Regions from separate parts of the Mus musculus genome. Here region 1 is linked to region 2. The links are chromatin contacts, called in public promoter capture Hi-C maps. All regions are on one chromosome and are shown on one strand. The core of a region is the stretch at or near the end of the contact, and the rest is flanking DNA. Distances in the headings are between cores, read along the strand shown.

Region 1 (3,341 bases), core at 314-2,813, 590 kb before region 2:
TTTTAAGGTCTGTTCCATGAGATGAAATGCAAGCTTAACATTCATTGCTCATGTGGTCAAGAACTTAATACTAGCTGGTAATGGATGCAGGAGGAAACCCAACACTACTGTCCTGCTAAAGGCACACAGCATACAAGACTCCAACACCACTCTGCAATGCTCATAGATTAGTGCCTTGTTCAGCCATCATCTGAGTAGCTTCTCTTGAACAAGATGGCAACTAACACAAAGACCCACAACTGGACAGGATACAGAGTGAGACCTTGGAACAACACCCAGTCCTAAATAGGATGTCTCCATCAAATCCCTCCATACAGAGCTCAGTGAACTCTGTAGAAGTTAGAATGAAAGATTTAAGACCCAGTAGGGAAGACACCAAAGAAACAAGTCTTCTAGACACCGCAGGACCGACATATCATGCATGGGGACTACACAGGTCTAAGCCAGATAGGGTCCCAGTACTGAGAGAAAGGGGACACAAGCCCCACCCCTAACCCAGAAGCTAGCTCTAAATTATAACTGCTTTCAAAGGAAAAAAAAATGTTTTCTCCAATGAAGTCTTGCTGTGTATATAAACCACACTTAAGGGCACATACTCTTCCCAGTAGTAGATGGACAACACACAAAAAAATTTCAATGATATTTTGCAAGGTTTTATTTTTATTTGGTTGTTTGTTTTTTAAATGGTTTCCTACTTTTGTTTGTATAGGTTTTCTGTATATGCAAACGTATGTCTTTGCATTGCTTGTATGGGTTGCTGTATATGCAAAGGTATGTCTTTGCGTCTGTGTGTTCCTTGTGCTTTTTCTTTTGCTCGTTTTTGTTTGTTTTGTATTATTCTGGTTCATTTGTTTTTATTTTATTTTTTTAATGATTGTTTTCGAATGAGAGAAACAAAGGGTAGAGATTTGAGTGGGTGAGATAGTGAAAAGAGCTGGGAGAAGCTTTCGGAGGGAATTCATAATCAAAATATATTATATAAAAAATCTATTTTCAATTAAAAGAAAAAAGACATACATCTAGGTGCTCACAGTCTGCACTGAATTTCCTGAAAAGATAAGCAGCCGCCCAAAGTGGGTCCAGGGACCAAACACAGTTCTTTTAGAAGTACAGCCACTGACCCATTTTTCCAGCCCCGTTTTTCTTCTTTGTAAGAAGCTGATGGATAACATTTGGAGCAATAGCAGTTTCCCCACCTCATCTTCTGTACTGGCTGATTTCATGTCAACCTGACAGAAGCTGTGCTCATCAGAAAGAAGGGAGCCTTAATTGAAAAGATGTTGCCATAAGATGTGGCTGTAATGCATTTTCAAAATTCGTGATTGATGGGGAAGGGCACAGGTCATCGTGGTGGTGCCATCCCTAGGCTGGTGATCCTGGGTTCTATAAAGAAGCAGGCTGGCAAGCCAGTAAGCAGCACCCCCATGGCCTCTGCATCAGCTCCTGCCTCCAGGTTGAGTTCCTGTCCTGACTTCCTTTGATGATGAAGAGTGGTGTGGAGTTTAAGCTGAGTCAGCCCTCCCCTTCCCTGGCTGCTTTTCATCATGCTGTTTCATCACAGCAACACAAACAACTGAGCATTTGCAGGCCCTAGTTTGTCCTCCAACATTGCAGGCAAGAAGTCCCAGGGGTGGAACTGAGGCTGTCCATCTGGAAAATGAGTCCCAGGGACGGAACTGAGGTTGTCTAGCTGGAAGCAAGAGCTTTTACTTGCTGGGCCATCTCACTGCCCTCATTAAATTCTCAAAGGTAGTTTAAAGATAGGTAACTATAATGTAAATACTTTGAGATAGGTTTTTCCAAATTGTCTTCTAAGAAATAAAATATATAGTATGTAACTATGGTTTCTTCTCACAATCTCCAAGCAGTGATTAAAACATACATTTTTACCACATGGGTAAAAAATGTTATACTAGATGTATAATTTTTAATGATTTAAGCAAAAGAATAAGGCCAAAGTTTTTTGTTTGTACTTAAGTTTTCAAATGGTTTACCTGTGTGATCATTAGCCTATTTTTCTCCAGAAGTGTTTACATTTTCTTCATAAATTATTAGATTTCCCAGTTTGTTGAGAATATTAGTCCTTTTCTGCTGGTTATATTAAACACCACTTATCACTATTTTCCCCTTTGGTTCAGCTAAAATCTTAAACTTTTAGGCAATACTAGCTTTATGCTCTCTCTATAGCTCACTGTTTGATACATAATGTTTAACATATAGATTTTAAAGACTATAAATCTAGCAGAAAGGTGCCAGCATCGCCCCCAGCAGTCACTGTGACTACTAACTACCAAGTGCACTAGCACACTTGATGGGAGAAGGAGCGTAAGTGCCCACTGCTGGCAGCTTCTTTAGAAGGCCATTGGCACTAGACAGCCAGCCAGAGGTTTGTGCTCGAAGAGAACAACAATGTGGAGAAACTCATCCGGTGAAGACACTGATGGAGAACTGCACAAACAGGGACACAGGGCAGCCAGGCAAGGCTGCGGATGGCCAGGCTCACTTACCTTATTCTTCTCCTTCCTCCGCCAACTCTGTTTCTTTGTGCACTACCACCCTTGTGACCGACATATCAGGGTGCTGCTCTCTCGCTTCCCGTATGGCCTGAGCCAGCGCCTACCAGGGTCAGAAGAACAAGCAACTATGAGCTGAGTATTTGGCTCCACACAAAGATGGCAGAATACACGCAACTTCATCAACCAGACACAAGCTCCAGCAATCTGTTCTTGTGCCTTCCTTTACAGTAACAGGGCTGTTTGAATTGGGGTCGTGGCAAAGAATACCTGCTGTTCTGCACTTCCTGTCCTTCCTGTGCACCTCAGCAGGGTGATGCATGGAGGAGAGCTCGCTGGCTTTGAAGCCCGTTCTCACCTGGAACTGGGTGCACTCACTGTACTATACTGAGTTTTGGCTTGCACGCACATTAGGAGAACATAAGTTTTCTCTGAGCCTTATATAACTTTTACCTGGAAGTGCAGACTAAGGCAATAAAGAATATTTTGAGGTTTGCTGTATGAACGTAAATGATGTCAACCAAAAGTGTAGTGCCTTATATGAACATTCAAGTATAGCCACCATACAGACAGCTGGGAACTCCAAGACATGGGAGCAGGCCTCCTAGTCTTTGCTATCTAATTTTAAACATTAACAGAAAAAAACACCTATAAACCTATAGGAGACAGAAAAAAGAACAGCAATAACAATAGAAGCCATCACTAAGACAAAGAGCAGATGGACCTTGCAGGCCCTTTTCTGCAGCTGAAGACTCAAACAGGCAGCCACCATCAGCAGCAAGTGAAGAGCATCCAGTGTCAAAAGCACGGCTTCATGGTCTCTTCCAC
Region 2 (3,426 bases), core at 32-2,531:
AATAAGTCAATGTTTATTTTGTACTGAACGATTCTATGTACTGATGGTAGAGGGAACAGAATCTTTCTTGAGGTATTAAAATTCTGGGTGCTTTTTGTCCTCACAAGGTTAAAGAAATTTACTTCTGACATGTGGGTTTTCTTTTTAAAATTATAATCATGTAACTTTGTAACTGGGAGAATACTTGGTTGTGTTTCTTCTAAATTAATACTTTTAAAAATATTTCTTTAGTGTTGGGGGTGGCTTTACACAGGGACCGGACCACATCACCCACGTGGAGGTCAGAGATCAACTTGGAGGAGTTGACTCTTTCCTTGCACCAAATGGGTTCTTCGGGTCAAACTCGGGTCATCGGGCTTGGTGTTACCGGCTGGCCTCTCTCATCTGCCCTAGATCTCAGGGGGCCCTGCTGACACTCTGCTGGTGTGTAGATTAGAATCGCGGCAGCTCGGCGGGTGCAGAATGCCCATTGCTCCGTTTCGATTCTTCTGCAACCTGTATGTGACTAGCAACCTCACCAAGCTGCAGTCTCTTCCTGGGCAAAACAGCATAAGAATGATTCTCAGTCTGAAGTTAGTTTAAAGAGGAAACAGGAAGCGAAAGAACATTAACTAGAATAGCACTTGGCACACGACAAAGACAACTCATATTAGCTAGTTTGCTTTCCCTATCTTGGGATATCATGATTCCAAAAATGAGATTTTCCTGGAGACTGTATTTCAAAAATAGAACTGCTTTGGGTTGTCAGGGAAATAAATGATGCCTTCCTGTAAATAATAATAATAATAACAACAACAACAATATAAAACAAAAACCAGCCCCATGCTTTCCTAGACAGTGTAACCTGGTGACACATGAAATGTGTCTCACTTTCCCCAGAACTTGAAGCCTTGACTCAGGATGCTCAACAGGAGGGAAGTAAGAGACACCCCCCCCACCCCCTCACCCCCCCCCCCCACTTGCTGTTTTAGCCTCACCTTGCAAGTCCCCAGTGGACTTAAATCCTGGAAAAGGTGAGCACCCTGCCCTGAGGTGCCCAGGCCGGAAGCCTAGCACTTCACATGAGGTTATGAAATCACACATAATTGTCAATTGTCTGAGGAGAGATTAATGTCATCCAGCTGGCTTTTTCAAAAGGGTGTGAACTGGACGGATGAATAATGCTCAGAGGGAAGAATGGTAGTTCCTCTGATGGGGAGGTTCTGTTGACTCTGTCATTCTTCCATTCGGTGGGCGGAGCCAGTTGTTGGATAAACAGATCCAACCTGATTATAAGGGGGGAAAAAGATGTGCCCTCTGTCTTTTAGGGTTACGGCCGGTGGAGAGGAGCTGGACAGCCCGAGCACATGCAGCAGCAGCAGCCGCTGGAACCCAGAGAGAGCATGAGCTCCAAGCCAAAGTCCTTAGAGATTATCGGAGCGCCTTTCTCAAAAGGACAGGTGAGTTTGGCTTTGAATGACTGGAATTTATTGGGAAGTGTTACATTTTAACACTTGCCAGGCATCGTGGTCTAGCTGCAAGCTGGAAATGTTACATTCTTAACACTTAACAGGCGTTGCCTTGGGGCTACAAGCTTCCCAGCACCATCTGGGCTCCAGGTGCTAGAGCTCAAGTCTCTTCACCACTGTGTGGCATAGTATGCTTGCCGACTTTTGGATCCTGCCAAAGTCCATTTCAAGACAAAGAGTCACTACAAAGCTTGAAGAAAAACCCTCTGGATGTAGATCACCTGTGTCTGGGCTGCAGTTTCTCTCATAGTTACGGTGGCTCTTGGTGCTTTTGATGTTTTCTGAGTATGGAGTGAGAGATTGTAAGAAAACACATTAGTCTGGTTACGTAATTCATGCTTAGAAAAATGTAATGGGTGGTGGTAGGTAGCCTTTAGGCTTGTTTTAATTTGGATAACTTAAATAATAGAGCTTTTGCAAGTTTGCGAAGAATTCATGGTATTTTGAGCTTAATGATTTTGAGTATTAGTTGGGGGGGGGAGATGGGGGGGGAGGTGGGGGGTTTACATCTCTCTTTAAGGAGAACAAATAAAACAATACATCAGGTCTGCACGACTAATGGATCCATAAATCTCTGCCTAGCCCGCCTAAGTGACTCACGCATGTCAGCACTGCCTAAATGCGCTCCTCATTCCCCGTCTGCGTGGATACGCTCAGGCTGCTAATTAGAATGAGATAGCAGGATGCCTTAGGCTCCAACTCTCTGTGTTTAAAAAGGACGGGGGGAATCCAAGCCAAGCAAGGTGGTGTGTGACTCCTGGGTCCTTTTGTTTTACGTGGGGTCTTTCTCTTGGCTTTTAGACTCAGGCAGCCTTTAGCCTTTTAAACTGTGGAACCTAAAGATATAATCTGCCCCCCGCCCCCCCCCACACACACACCCTCTTCACTATACAAATTGTGGAAGGTTGGAGACCCAGACTGTATTTGGTATCAGTAATAGCATTTCACCTTCTATGGAAAAATCTCCACAGAGCTCTCCCAGAACACTAGAATATGGGGGTATTTTGTTGATTCATGATGCCTTTAAAACCACAATATGGCCGGGCGTGGTGGCGCACGCCTTTAATCCTAGCACTCGGGAGGCAGAGGCAGGTGGATCTCTGAGTTCGAGGCCAGCCTGGTCTACAAAGTGAGTTCCAGGATACCCAGGGCTATACAGAGAAACCCTGTCTCGAAAAACCAAAACAAACAAACAAACAAAAAATCACAATATGGGTCTGGATAAGTGGCTCAGTGGTTAAGAGCACTTGCTCCTCTTTGAGAAGACAAGGGTTCAGTTCCCATCCCCCACACCAGACGGCTCACAGTTGCCCATAGCTCAAGTTCCAGAGAACTCAGCACCATGTTCTGCCTCCATGAGCCACCCCCACATGCACACACACATAATGAAGCAAACATTTAAAAAAAAATCCATAATATGCTTACCTGTTCTTTTGTTTTAAAATTTTTACTTTTCTTCTTAAGTGTGTGTGTGTGTGTTTATGTCTTCAAGATTCATATACATTCAGGCACTGGGCCATCTCACCAGCCCTTCATTTATCCTTGAAATGGTTTATAAAACAGACTTGAAAATGATGACAACAACAACAACAATTAAAAAAAAAAAAAGAGGGAGGGAACCCAGGAGGACAGCAGGAAGGAAACAGACTTTGGCCTCTGGGCATCAGCAGAGGCCACCATCATGGTCAAAGCCCTTTTAGGAGACTCTGTCTTCAAATGCCATCTGCTGCCCTCTCCCAGTCTCAGGCAAGCTCCTCTGACAGAGATTCCCCTTAGCTGTGGGCAGGAGCCTGGAGTTCATTGTGTCAAGCCTGTAAGAACAGCGGCATATTTTCCTGTAGGAAGCCATTTGGCAGAGGGTGAAACTGTCAACACATATACATAGTTGGCCTACCTAGGCCTACCTAAGTGTGGTAGA

Evidence for each region. Promoter capture Hi-C pulls out the DNA fragments that hold promoters and counts their contacts.
Region 1: a contact with region 2 is called in a promoter capture Hi-C map of liver, with 3 times the contacts expected there. The contact joins the enhancer-like site here to the promoter of Arg1 in region 2. A contact is called at or near these places in 14 of 39 promoter capture datasets (the 3T3-L1 cell line, the C10 cell line, the HPC-7 cell line and 7 more), 1 of 115 datasets of contacts at active chromatin or transcription factors (hepatocytes) and 3 of 9 other capture datasets (adipose tissue, embryonic stem cells and macrophages).

What each region holds. Positions count from the first base shown.
Region 1 is chr10:25,512,248-25,515,588 of GRCm38.p6, reverse strand. It overlaps Epb41l2 (erythrocyte membrane protein band 4.1 like 2), which reads right to left. Exons shown (of 20, transcript NM_001199265.1): 19 at 2,508-2,616. The coding sequence ends at 2,509. Among named protein-coding and RNA genes, the nearest start is that of Smlr1, 22 kb to the left of the region's middle. Within about 2 kb of position 1,563, at least 3 of the 459 cell types and tissues checked have an H3K27ac peak or open chromatin away from gene starts, as enhancers often do. A contact at or near this core is called in hepatocytes and liver, where this site is marked.
Region 2 is chr10:24,925,325-24,928,750 of GRCm38.p6, reverse strand. Arg1 (arginase, liver) reads left to right here and starts at 1,281. Exons shown (of 8, transcript NM_007482.3): 1 at 1,281-1,439. The coding sequence starts at 1,383. It overlaps Gm40616 (a long non-coding RNA gene), which reads right to left. Exons shown (of 4, transcript XR_001779741.2): 2 at 2,934-3,426; 3 at 978-1,789.